2 separate regions of the Pan troglodytes genome follow, and region 1 is linked to region 2. A link is a contact called in public HiChIP or PLAC-seq data. All regions are on one chromosome and are shown on one strand. The core of a region is the stretch at or near the end of the contact, and the rest is flanking DNA. Distances in the headings are between cores, read along the strand shown.

Region 1 (5,565 bases), core at 2,271-4,770, 140 kb after region 2:
GGCGACGCGGAAACCCGGCTTGCAGTTTGTTTCTCTCGATCCCGCGCCCAGTAGGAGAAAGACGGCCCCACAGCCTCGCGGGAGCCGGCTCTCGCAACCCAGCAGCCCCAAGCCCGCCGCCGCTCCTCCCGCGCTTCTCGCCCCTGATTCTAGATGCAGCTGACTTGTTGCATGCAGAAGAGCAGCTGGGTTCGGCGTTCCAAGCCTCTCCTCTTTGCTTTGCCTGCCACCAGATCTGAGCGCCAGGCTGGCCAGCACCCAGAGAGCGCAGAGCCGCAGGAAAAAATGTGAAAAGTACCAGGAGACCACTGGGTAATCGCCCCAGTGCAAAGGGCCTTTCTTCCTACCCACCGCAATTGCAGCAAATAACTCCAGGGAGGGGAATCAGAGGCGCCGGGGATTGCGCCCTGGGGGAGCCCTATCTGCTGAAAGAGAGCACCTAATGCCGTTACTTCCCAGTGTAGCCTTTCCACTCGGCGGACCAAGCGCCTCTCCTTCGAGTCGCTACCCGCTTGGAGTCGGCTCAGAATCCGGCTGCTAAATAAAGGTCCCTGGAGCCCCTCCCCCAGCGAATCCGAGCCTGCAGCTTCAGCACCAGAGGCTGGACAGCGCCCCGGCCCTAGGGTGCCCATGGTCGGTGCCTGCGCACGGCTCGGCCTCCCAGCCCACGCCACTTGCGCTCGCGGCCCCTCAGACCCCACGCGGAGGAGGTCAGGAGGTGACACAGGTTCGCGGAAGAAAGCAGGACTCATCTTCCTCATTTCTCCAGGGATTTAGGTGTGGGATTCTAGGAGAGCATTCTCTCTCGCCCTGGCCACGACCAGTGGAAAAACTTGGCGCCAAATTTAGGCAATGGTGCGGGGAGCAGAGGCACGATTGCAGGCGGTGAGCAAAGGGGCAAGCGGGACAGAGGATCTACTGTGAGCCCCAGGCTCTGGTGTTCCGTGAAAAATCGCCACATTTAAATCCTGCGCTCCCCCGCGCTCCCTCTCGCTCTCTCCCCCTTCCTTTTTCCCTTCCTTCCTTCCTCCCCGCGCTCTCTGTATGCCTTAATAGGAGTGAGTGAAAGGGAAAGAGTTGGGTGGAGGGAGAAGATATTGAAGCCGAGGTAAGAAGCACATTTTATCTAGGTCTCAACACTCAAGCGTGGATGAAATCTGTTCAAAAAGAACATCAAGGTACGCGTTTTTTTACCCAAAGGAGCCCAAAGTGACCTTTGTATGAGGAGCAAAGATTATTGTTTGGCCAAGAAGGGGAAAGATAGCGGAGGGAGAGACGCTATCACAACAGGGCTAACGGAGGTGGAGAAGGAAGGGAACGGACAGGATTTGGGCACTAGCATGGTTACCAGGCAACCAGTCGCAGCACTTGCCTCCTGTTGCCTTGGTTACGGTGGGTGGCGGGGCTTTGGCCACTGATAATCAGTGAGCACCTTGATTATTTAAAATATCTCCTGGGGAGCCCCTGCTTTGTCTGGGCTAGGTGAGAGGCACATCGATCCCGCGTAAGGCCCCGTCTGGGGAAATCCTGGAAGATGTCTGTTTTTTGTTTGTTTGTTTTTATTTTAAGTCAAGGCGCATAGCAAAGCAACTTACCTTTCCACCACTACAGTCCTCCCCTCCCCCCTCCACCCCGCTGGCTTTATTTCTCCAGGATTTACAATTTGGGCTTTTATATTTTTCATTTAGTCCTTTATACTGAAGGAGCTGAGTTCCTATCCCCACCCTCTCTTTTTCCCCTTTAAAATGAGAAAAAAAATTTTTTTGCTTTTCATGGATGTACAGGAGGGAGACAAGGAAATTGTCCAGGGGTGTCTACTGTAGAGAGAAACTTTCTCCCTGGTTTGATAGTCATCCCTGCCCCACTAAACCACTCCCCTCAGGGGAGAGAGGGCTGAATTCTGGACTACCCCCACTTCTCACCTTGCCCCATAGACCACATAGAAAGCACAGGTAGAGGGAAACGTGTCTCCCTTAGCAAATGGACACTAGCATCACTCTCATTTGATTCCTCAAGATTCTCTTCTCTTCTTCCTCCCCAGCATTACCTTCATAATTAGCAAATACAGCACCTAAAGCTTCTAACCCTCTGAGTTTTTCTGTTTCCCTTGATTGACAAACATTGACTCCACTTTAACCTGTCAGCCTTGCCCTGCCTATGTTCATTAGAAACATCTGGGTAGGAAATTATTTTACTCATAATTTTCCAAAGGCAGCTGTAACATTCTCAGAATGATTTGAGAGGAAATTGCTAGCAAGTTACCAGAACAGCCTGTGCTCTGTGCACTGTTTCATCTCAAATATGTCTAAGTGCCATGAACGTTCTCTTTCCCGAAAAACAGCAACAACAATAACAACAACAAAAAGAAGTTTGTTTTAAACTGAGATATTACTTGACAACACGGGGATGGAGAACATTTCTGTTTCAGGCAGGAACTGTGATATCTTTATCTGTGATGCCCTGAAGCATAAACACAAAGGTCTTTTCTTTTCTCCTCTTGTTCTCTTCTTTTCTGTCCATTTCCTTCATTTATTATTAATATAAAAATTTTTAATCATTATAATTTCAGCATAAGTTTAAAAGGTCAAAAATTCGCTCGGTGAACTGACTTGATAGTTTTGGGGGTATTTACATTAAAATGCTTTTAAAATGCTTTTCTCTCACATGTTACTATGGAAGCTTCCCTTTAGACCAGACCAGACAGCTGGTCTGCTTTTTGTACTTTTCTTCCCAAAGAAGTGCTTTCCTTTATGAATTGTCTGGGGCAGCTATCATTGATCACATCAATAATGTCCCATAGCAACAGTTGTTTTTTTTTTAAATTATTATTCACTTTCTGTTTATTTTCTTTATGGACAAACAGTCTACTTTCAAGAAGACAACTGAGCTCTTATTGGCTGGAAAGGAAGAAGCATTCTTTCATTGGTTGGTGTGTATTGCCTTGTCAACCAATAAGAGGATGCCATTTATCCTTTTCTGACTAGCTGAGTGAGCAGGGTACACAGAAGGATTGAATCTGCCTTAGTTCCATCCAGTAGCAAAGGACAGAACTCAGAGTCCTGGACTCAGGATCTGGAATTGACTTTGGCTAATCCATATTGCACTGACTTGCAAGGATGACATTTTTTACCTATCTATTCGCAGCTTACTTCAACATACCTGCCTTATACATTGTCCTATGGCTTTTTTCCCCCTTCATTTTAGGAGATACTGTGATCATCTTTCCAAGTCAGTGCAGGTTGTTGTTACCAGCACACTGAGGGTCCAGAGAATTTTGTGATTTCCCCTAAAAATAGATAATTGGTCCTCATTATTAGAGATTTGGTGAAAACTTTTGTAGATGAAGATGGAAAGCTAGAAGTTGGAAGAACTGCATTGCGTGTGACGCAGAATGGATATCTCAGCTTTTGGATTCACTCTGCTCAGCTCTCAGCTTTGGTGTTTTGTGTTTGGTGTTTGGTGTCCCGTCCTCTTCACTTTGATTTTTATTTGTCTGTTTTTCCGCTTTCATTCTTCAGAGCTGCGCTTTCGGCCTGAATTTTCAGTGACAAATAGAAAAGCTGAATGGATGGAGACAATGACTCTCTAATTCAGTGTAAGAGCTGACTCATCGCTTCCCAGGAAGACTTGTTGCAGGTAGGTGATGGTGATCCTGGAACTGGAGATTATCCCAGTCCTTTGTTGCACTGGCAATGGGCAGGTCTGTTTATTTTTCTCTTTTTTCCTGCACCAAATAGTCCTACTCAGGGATGCTAGCATTGGTCCCCACTTCCCTAAAAGAGGGGAAGTCAAAGTTCTTTCCCTTTCAGGACAGAAACTCTCTGATAACAGCCTGGAAGAAGCCTTAATGTGAGTACAGACCACTTCAGTCAGTCTTTTTTTGGTTCTTGGCAGGAGGGGATACTGGGAGTGGATAGATGCCTGATCATCACGGTGCTATCAAGAGCCACATTCTTTATTGGCCCCATCTGTGCCAGAGTTCAGCGGTACCATGAGCCCTAGTGCTAGACTATAAGCCCTTCAATATTAGGAGCTATGTCTTGTACCCCTTTGATTCCCTCAAACTCAGTTGTGCTTAAAGTAGGGCTGAACAAATGTTTGAAGTAAATCCTACTGGCTAGTATTAAGACAAATAGCTTATCTTCTTCTTTATGAGAATGGTAGCTCCAGACCTGGACCCTCCCCCTCCAAATCAAAAGCTTCATATTCCCTAGCCCTCTTCACAAAAGATAAATTAAGGCTCAGTTAATTGTTACCATGGTAACATAGAGTGGCCACATTGAGGATCCCCATCATCCATTACTGTCATGAGGTAAAAGAGAGGAGGGGTTTGGGATCATTGTCATGGAGGAAACCATGGAAACAAGCGTTGCTAAGGGAACAGCTCTAAATTCAGAGGAAAGAAATTAGAAGTGGGGAGTGGAAGTTGGTGGGCTCAAGGGCAGGTCATTTTTTCAAAATATATTTCTTTGAGACTATAGCAGCCTCTTTTATTGCTTGCATCTTCTCCCAATTCAGATAGAGCCCAGAATTAAAGAATTTTGAAAACTAGGGCCACAATCACTTCAAATTCATCTTCATTGGATCTGTAAGGAAAAAGCCAATGAAAATGGATTTACCCTGTTCACACCTCACAATCCTACTCTGTCTCTGAACTCTGCTTCTTTGCCAACCAGTTTCATTTATCACTGGCCAGGCTGCGCGTGAGGCACTGGGAAGAATAATGAGTGAGAGTCCCTGCTCTCATAGTGAGCTTCTAGCAGGGCAGTGGTTTGGGTGGTGGCTTTAGGGCCAGGGTTGCTCATGTAAGCTAGATCAGTCAGTCCTGCAAGCTGACATCCAGAGAGATGCTGTGGTTCTCTCCAAACTCTCTTTGTGGTGCATTTTAGCTTGTCTATTACTTCTCGAAGTTTATTTGCCAGGTCCCTAAGAAAGGCCTGTTTTTCCTAGAAATACCTAGGGTGCTAAGCTCTCCTATTAACCAAGGGGTTACCTTAGTTAGCATTGTTCTCTAGTGGTACACTCAGGTCCTTTTCTCTAAAACAATCCAAGGATGAAGGACTAACCCTCCTCTCAAGAGTGGCAAAGAGGCACAGGGCTATTTTTTTTTTTTTTTGTAAAAGAAATTAAAGACCACACATCCATCTCTGTTTCTTGATAGATTAAAGGATGGGGCAAGGAGGTCTCAGTTTTCTGCAGCTGGGAATTTCAGAGCCAGCACCTCACTGGGGGGTGGACTGAAGAGGGTCATAAACAGCCTCTGGGGGAGGAACGCCTCTCCCTTACATCTTCCACAAAAGAACTTCTTGGTTTTTCTCAGACCCATGGCAGAGCTGTGCCCTGTCTCAGGCTGACAGCTGGAAGGGGCTGGGACTCAGAGCTGGGTACTGCCAGTCTTCTCTGTGACTCCCCCCACTCCTCCTGCTCCTGAGCGTCTCCATCACCAGGCAAGCCCCCACCCCCATTCTGGATAGAGAGAATAAACCCAAGGATGGAAGGGTGGGCTAAAGAGGAAGTGCTCACAATTAAAAAGAGAAAGAATTAAAAGCAGCACCAATAGGGAAG
Region 2 (5,811 bases), core at 2,224-4,723:
TCCACAAAACCAAGGTTAAACTTACTGGGCATCTAATTCAATAGCTCAGTATAGTACTTCTCAACCACTGTAATTTGCTCCCTGGGTAATATCTGGCCATGTCTAGAGATATTTTTGGTTACTGAACTGGGGGTGGGGTCAGGGGATGAGGTAGTGCTACTGGCATCTAGTAGGTAGAGGCCAGAGATACTGCTAAACATCCCATAACACAAAGAATAGCTCCCCACACTTATCCGACCCCAAACACCAATAATGCCAGAGATGGGAAACCCTAGTCTAGTGAGAAGTGAAGAGGGTCACAGCTAAAGCTGTTAGAACAAAGAGGGGACTATTTAGAACAGATCACGAGGGACTCAAGGACTTATGGATGTGGGAATGAGGTCAAGGACAATTCTGAGGTTTCAAGTTGAGTGAACAGATAAGCAGTGATGGCAATAAGCAGTGCTGCAAAGATAAGAAGACAAGCAGGCTGAGAAAATGGTAGAAATATCAATTTTGAATGTACTAAATTTTAAAATCTCAGTGGAACAAAGGATTCTCACCTGGTCTAAAAATAAAAATAAAAAAATAATTTAAAAAATCCTTACCTGGGTTTTTCTGGCTGAAATTTTTATAAACTTCAAAATTTCCATTAACCTTCCCACCCCCACCCTTAATCCAATTCCCCAGTCAGCCTAAAAATCCTCTGGCTGAGTCTGAAGTGAATTTTGTGGAATTTAGAGGAAGGCAGAAAACCCACCTGAGAGTGTGGCCAGGGTTCGTTCAGCTGTTCCTCGAAGGGTCTCCCCAGGCTGCCACTCTGCCTGGGGCAGTATCCAAACATCCTGGTCTCCAAACTTCTCTCTGACTAACAGGACAAGGTTCCTGTCTAGCTTCCGGTTCAGGGATGTTCGGTCATTCTTTTCATCAGCTTCTACAGCAAAGGGGGTCAGAGGAGGTAAGAAGACTGTGATCTGCCAGAACCAAGAAACCTGGAGTTTTACAATCTTCCTTTAAGATCCACAATCCTTGCCCTCAAAGAGCTTAGAACCAAATTACACCTCGACCCATCTCTCTAACTCTGACCTCTTCCAGGGAAGAGTCTCACAATCTTGAGGAAACTAAAAGGTAAGAAATCAAGAGGTAAGCTTCTTTGAACAGCAAACCATATTTTGAGTCTTCAAAAAAGAAACAATGATCATACTAATTCAAACACAACTACTTCATTGGTTTTGATACTATTACTGACTTAACTAGCCCCTACTTTCTCTGTTCTTCAGTCTTCATCTGTGAAACAAGGAAAACAGAACTCAATCTCCCGCTTTAAGAGGGATTTCACATAAAACACAGGAATTAGTGGAAAAAGGCTTCATTTGCCCCACTCTCAGTCTCAAACTTGGAGTTAAACACAGATAACATTCACAAAGTTTAACTGAGAGAAAAGGCTATTCCAATACCCTTACCTCTCACCCGAAAATAAGACAGACTTTTTAAGTCGTATTATGGTAGATGTGAGCAACAAAGAAAAGAATATGAAATTATTTGTTACTTAAAACACAAAGCAGGGGCCAAGCAACTGTCTTTTATTTGGGAATCCAAATACCCCTTTTCCCTTCCTTCTGGCTGGCCTAAAAGGATCACAACCTGTTATGCGAGCTCCAAGTTTGAACTGTAGAAATTTCTGCTCCCACATATCTTCCAAATCTTGCGCCAGCAATATATCCTGTTCATCTTCTTCATCATAAAGGTCAGCTTTCTTCTTTGCCAGTCGCTGGTTTTCATCCAGAGCACGAAGCTCGTGGTCTGAATACAGGCTTCTCTCTATCTCAATCTGGGAAAATTCAAAGGGCAAAAAACTACCTTAATCTGGCAAAATTAAAAGGAAAAAAAAAACAGGAAGAATAAAACAGAGACATGGCACACTTGGCAGGCTCAGAAGTTTATCACCCAACATAACCAGATACACAGTCAAAACACCATGCAGAAAGGAAATGGAGGAAAAAAAAGGTCCTCTGAACTTTGGGCTTGAGTTACATTTGCCAAAAATGTTAGGATGTCACTGGGGGTCAAGAGTGCTACAAAAACAGAGAGCTGGGTTGGGCAATGCCTGCTGACTCACCACAATCCAGTCATGTCAGTCTTTGATCAGAATCTCACTCACCAAGGACTTTCCTGTTCAGGGACTTTCAAGACGTTGTTCCTTCTTCCTAGAATGTTTTTCCTCACATTCTTTCTTCTGGGAGAGTCCTACTCATCTTTCTGATTTCAATTTAAATATGACTGTCTCAGAGAGACATTTCTCATAAAGAGAAAAACCTGTATTCAGAAAGTCTGAGACATTCCTTGACACTCACCATAAAATCAAAATGTGATGTATTTGTTAAACACTCTTATAGTGCCTTGTGTTTTCCTTAACAACACTTATCAGGGTCTGCATTTAGTTGTATGATTATTTGGTTACTGACTGATCCCCTCACTCAACTAGACTGAAGTACTCTGAGAACCAGAGCTACTCCTGCCTTATTCATTACAGCATCTCTATCACTTAACATACTCTCTGATGCATAGTATGGGCACAATGAACATCTGTAGGTTGAGTAACAAATATTTGTCAAGCGAGCGAGTAAATGAATAAATCAAGCAAAAAGCACAGAAGAGAAGTTTATAGTTCTCAACAGACCAAGACAAAAACATCTCGGATTCTGAGGAAACATATCACCCTTCAAACACTTTCTGTAGCGACTTCACACCCTCACAGCCACTATACTGTTTTTGCCCATGCTTCCTCACTTGCCCCTCACACAGATAGCCCCATGAGGTAAAACAGAGTAGGCTTATCATAGGCATCTGACAGATGTGCCCACCGCCTCTTGTATTTCCTTCTTAACATTCATCACATCACAAAGACTTTCTCCCTCCAGACTTGTAAGCTCCTAGTGACACGGACCGATTCTTGTTCACCACAGGATCCCTATTGTGTTGCATGAACAAGAAGTAGAGTATCTCCAAAGAGTTGTCTAAGGTGACAATAAACACGGCCAATGAAAAGAAACCACTTTTTGTTGAACATCTATGTACCAAACCAAGTCAGTAAGGTAGGTACCATTCTGCGGATAAGTACCGTATACTTAAGTTCAGAGAGGTGAAATTACTCCCTCAAAGTCACGCAGAATAAACGTCACTCTGAACCCTGCATCTCAGTCCCACCTGCTGCAGTAGAGACGCCATCTCTTCCTGCAATGGGGTCAACGGCTTGGAGACTACAGGTGGCCGCTGCAGGCACAACGCGCCCAACAAGCGCCATGGGGATCCGTTGCTTGAGGGTGCGGCTGCAAGAGCCAGGCTGCGAGAGCTTAGACTACCGGCCCAGAGCCTCTCGAACCGCCGCCAGCCCCCCGCCACCCCTAACAGCGTCCGCCTTACGGGCGCCGCCATCTTTCGTTCTCCCACAATGCACCGCGGCTCCCAGGGATCCCTCAGCCGCGGGAGCGGCAAACTAGGGGAAAGCTCAGTCCCGGAACTGCTAGAACGAACCATTCGCATATGGAGGGGTGACCCAACATCTCAGAACATTAAAAAAGGGAAAGAATCCCCTGGTGAACTACAGTGAAAGTCTTATTGAGCATTTAAATGGAAATAAAAATATTCAGTGGACCTAATGAAGAGTAGATGACTTTCCCTTCTGTCCCCTCCCCGACAGGCACTCATGGTACCGGCGCCGGCGCGCTGTGACTGTCGCTGCAGACGGAAACTGACTGGGGTCAATTCAAGTCATGCAGGCTGTGAGAAACGTGGGGTCGTGGTTCCTGCGGTCCTGGACTTGGCCCCAGACAGCCGGGTAACAAATGACTGCCCCCTCGAGCCCACCGCCACCTCCAGGACTATGCTCCTACTCGTGTCCCTTGAGCCACCCGGGCCCCAGTGACCGTTAGGCCGTGGCCCTCACCGAGCTTTTCTTCCCAGCAGGGTCGTGGCCAGGACGCCGGCCGGGACCATCTGCACAGGCGCTCGACAGCTCCAGGACGCTGCGGCCAAGCAGAAAGTTGAACAGAACGCGGCTCCCAGCCACACCAAGTTCAGGTGAGCCCCACTTGGACCAGCCCTCTGGAGACCCGCAACCCCTGACTCTTGCCCGACACCCTCCAGAGTCAGAACCAGTGAATTTTCAGCTATGTCACTTGCTATCCGTGGGACCTTATGCAAATAAATCTGAGCCTCAGCCTTCTCATCTAAAAATGCGGATAATGCTGAGAGTGGTTGTCAGAATCAGATGAGCCGTGGTACAGAGTTAAATGTTCAGTGAACATTCGTTAAATCAGTGAGTGAATGTGAGATATCCATAACATGTATCAGCGTTCTTTTCTTCTGAGATGGAGATCTTTTCAGACCAACAACCTTCCCTGCCTCCAAAACAAAATGGGGAGGTGGAGGGCGCTAGCGATGGAACAGATGTTCCTGCACGTCTTACGGATGGTCTAGGGTGGGTTTTGTGCTCAGCCCTAGGAACTGGCATCTTGCTTCCCACCAGTGCCACCACCTCTGTATGCTGTATACACATCCACTTAACTTCACATCCATTTAACAAACATTTACCAAGAATCTACTATGAGTGAGACACCATGCTAGGTGCCGTGAATACAGATACAAAAGATCATTCCTCCCCACAAGTAGTTCACAGTCTTTGAGGGAAGACAAACATGCAAACATTTTAACCATAATCTGCTCAATAGTATAATGGAGGTAAGCATTGGTTGGAAGTATGAAATCATAAGTGTCTAACTCCTGGCCGGGTGCAGTAGCTCCTGCCTTTAATCCCAGCACTTTAGGCGGCCGAGGTGGGCGAATTACTTGAGGTCAGGAGATCGAGACCAACCTGGCCAACATGGCGAAACCCCGTCTCCACTAAAAGCACAAAAACTAGCCAGGCGTGATGGCTGGCACCTGTAATCCCAGCCACTCAGGAGGCTGAAGTAGAAGAATCGCATGAACCCAGGGAGCGGAGGTTGCAGTGAGCCAAGATCACGCCACTGTACTCCAGCCTGGGTGACAGATTGAGACTCTGTCTCAAAGAAAAAAAAAAAAAAGAATAAGTGTCTCATTCCTGAGGAAATCAGGCAAGACCATGGAGAAAAGAACATGGAGCTCAGAAGTGAATGGGAGTTCATCTGGACAAGTTGAAGTGGGTCATTGGAGACAAAGGTAACCATCTGTGTAAAGGCATGTGGTATGAAAAAACATGGTGTGTTCAGGTGTGTATGTGATGGCAGATGAGGCCAACAAGACAAGAAGGAATCAGAATGCCAGGGGTCTTGTCTGTCACACTGGAGCTTTTACGCTGTCCCCACTGAAGGCAGTGAGGAGGTGCTGAAAGCATCTAAACCAAGATTCTGTTGTAGTCATTTCTTCAACAATGCCAGGCACTGTTCAGAGTGTTGGGGATATATCCCTGACCAAACAGACAAAAAGCCCTGCCCTCATAGAACGTAAATTCCAGTGGGTAGAAGACAGTAAATAGAAAACAAGTAAAATGTAGGAGTATAACGGTTGGAAAGGGGAAGTGGGGGTCAAGCAGGCCTGCATAGCCACATTCTGTAGGACTTTGTAGGCCGTTGTGAGGACTTCAGCTTTTACTGTGAATGAAATGGCAGGCCAATGGAAATTGCTGAATAAAGGGTTGACATGATCTTGCTGACAAGGTCTTGTAAGCTCTTTGGCTGCTGTGTTGATATTAAACCATAGGAGAGCAAGAATGGAAGCTGGGAAAAGTCCTCTAAGCAGTTAGAAGACTACTGAAATAATCCAGACAAGAAACAATGGTGGCTTGGACCATGG

Evidence for each region. HiChIP or PLAC-seq counts read pairs in DNA pulled down with a chosen protein or histone mark.
Region 1: an H3K4me3 HiChIP or PLAC-seq map of stem cell-derived excitatory neurons shows a contact between it and region 2, with 2.5 times the contacts expected there. The contact joins the promoter of AEN here to the promoter of MRPL46 in region 2. A contact is called at or near these places in 4 of 7 Hi-C or Micro-C datasets (blood, induced pluripotent stem cells and stem cell-derived neural progenitor cells), 1 of 1 datasets of contacts at active chromatin or transcription factors (stem cell-derived excitatory neurons) and 1 of 1 other capture datasets (stem cell-derived neural stem cells).

The regions. Positions count from the first base shown.
Region 1 is chr16:80,396,411-80,401,975 of NHGRI_mPanTro3-v2.0_pri, forward strand. It overlaps AEN (apoptosis enhancing nuclease), which reads left to right and starts at 3,521. Exons shown (of 4, transcript XM_016927377.3): 1 at 3,521-3,636. MIR1179 (microRNA mir-1179) reads left to right here and starts at 2,897; the gene lies at 2,897-2,986.
Region 2 is chr16:80,257,418-80,263,228 of NHGRI_mPanTro3-v2.0_pri, forward strand. MRPL46 (mitochondrial ribosomal protein L46) reads right to left here and starts at 3,474. Exons shown (of 4, transcript XM_510572.7): 1 at 3,187-3,474; 2 at 1,624-1,810; 3 at 740-913. The coding sequence starts at 3,414. It overlaps MRPS11 (mitochondrial ribosomal protein S11), which reads left to right and starts at 3,447. Exons shown (of 7, transcript XM_009429786.4): 1 at 3,447-3,575; 2 at 3,680-3,817; 3 at 3,946-4,059. The coding sequence starts at 3,753.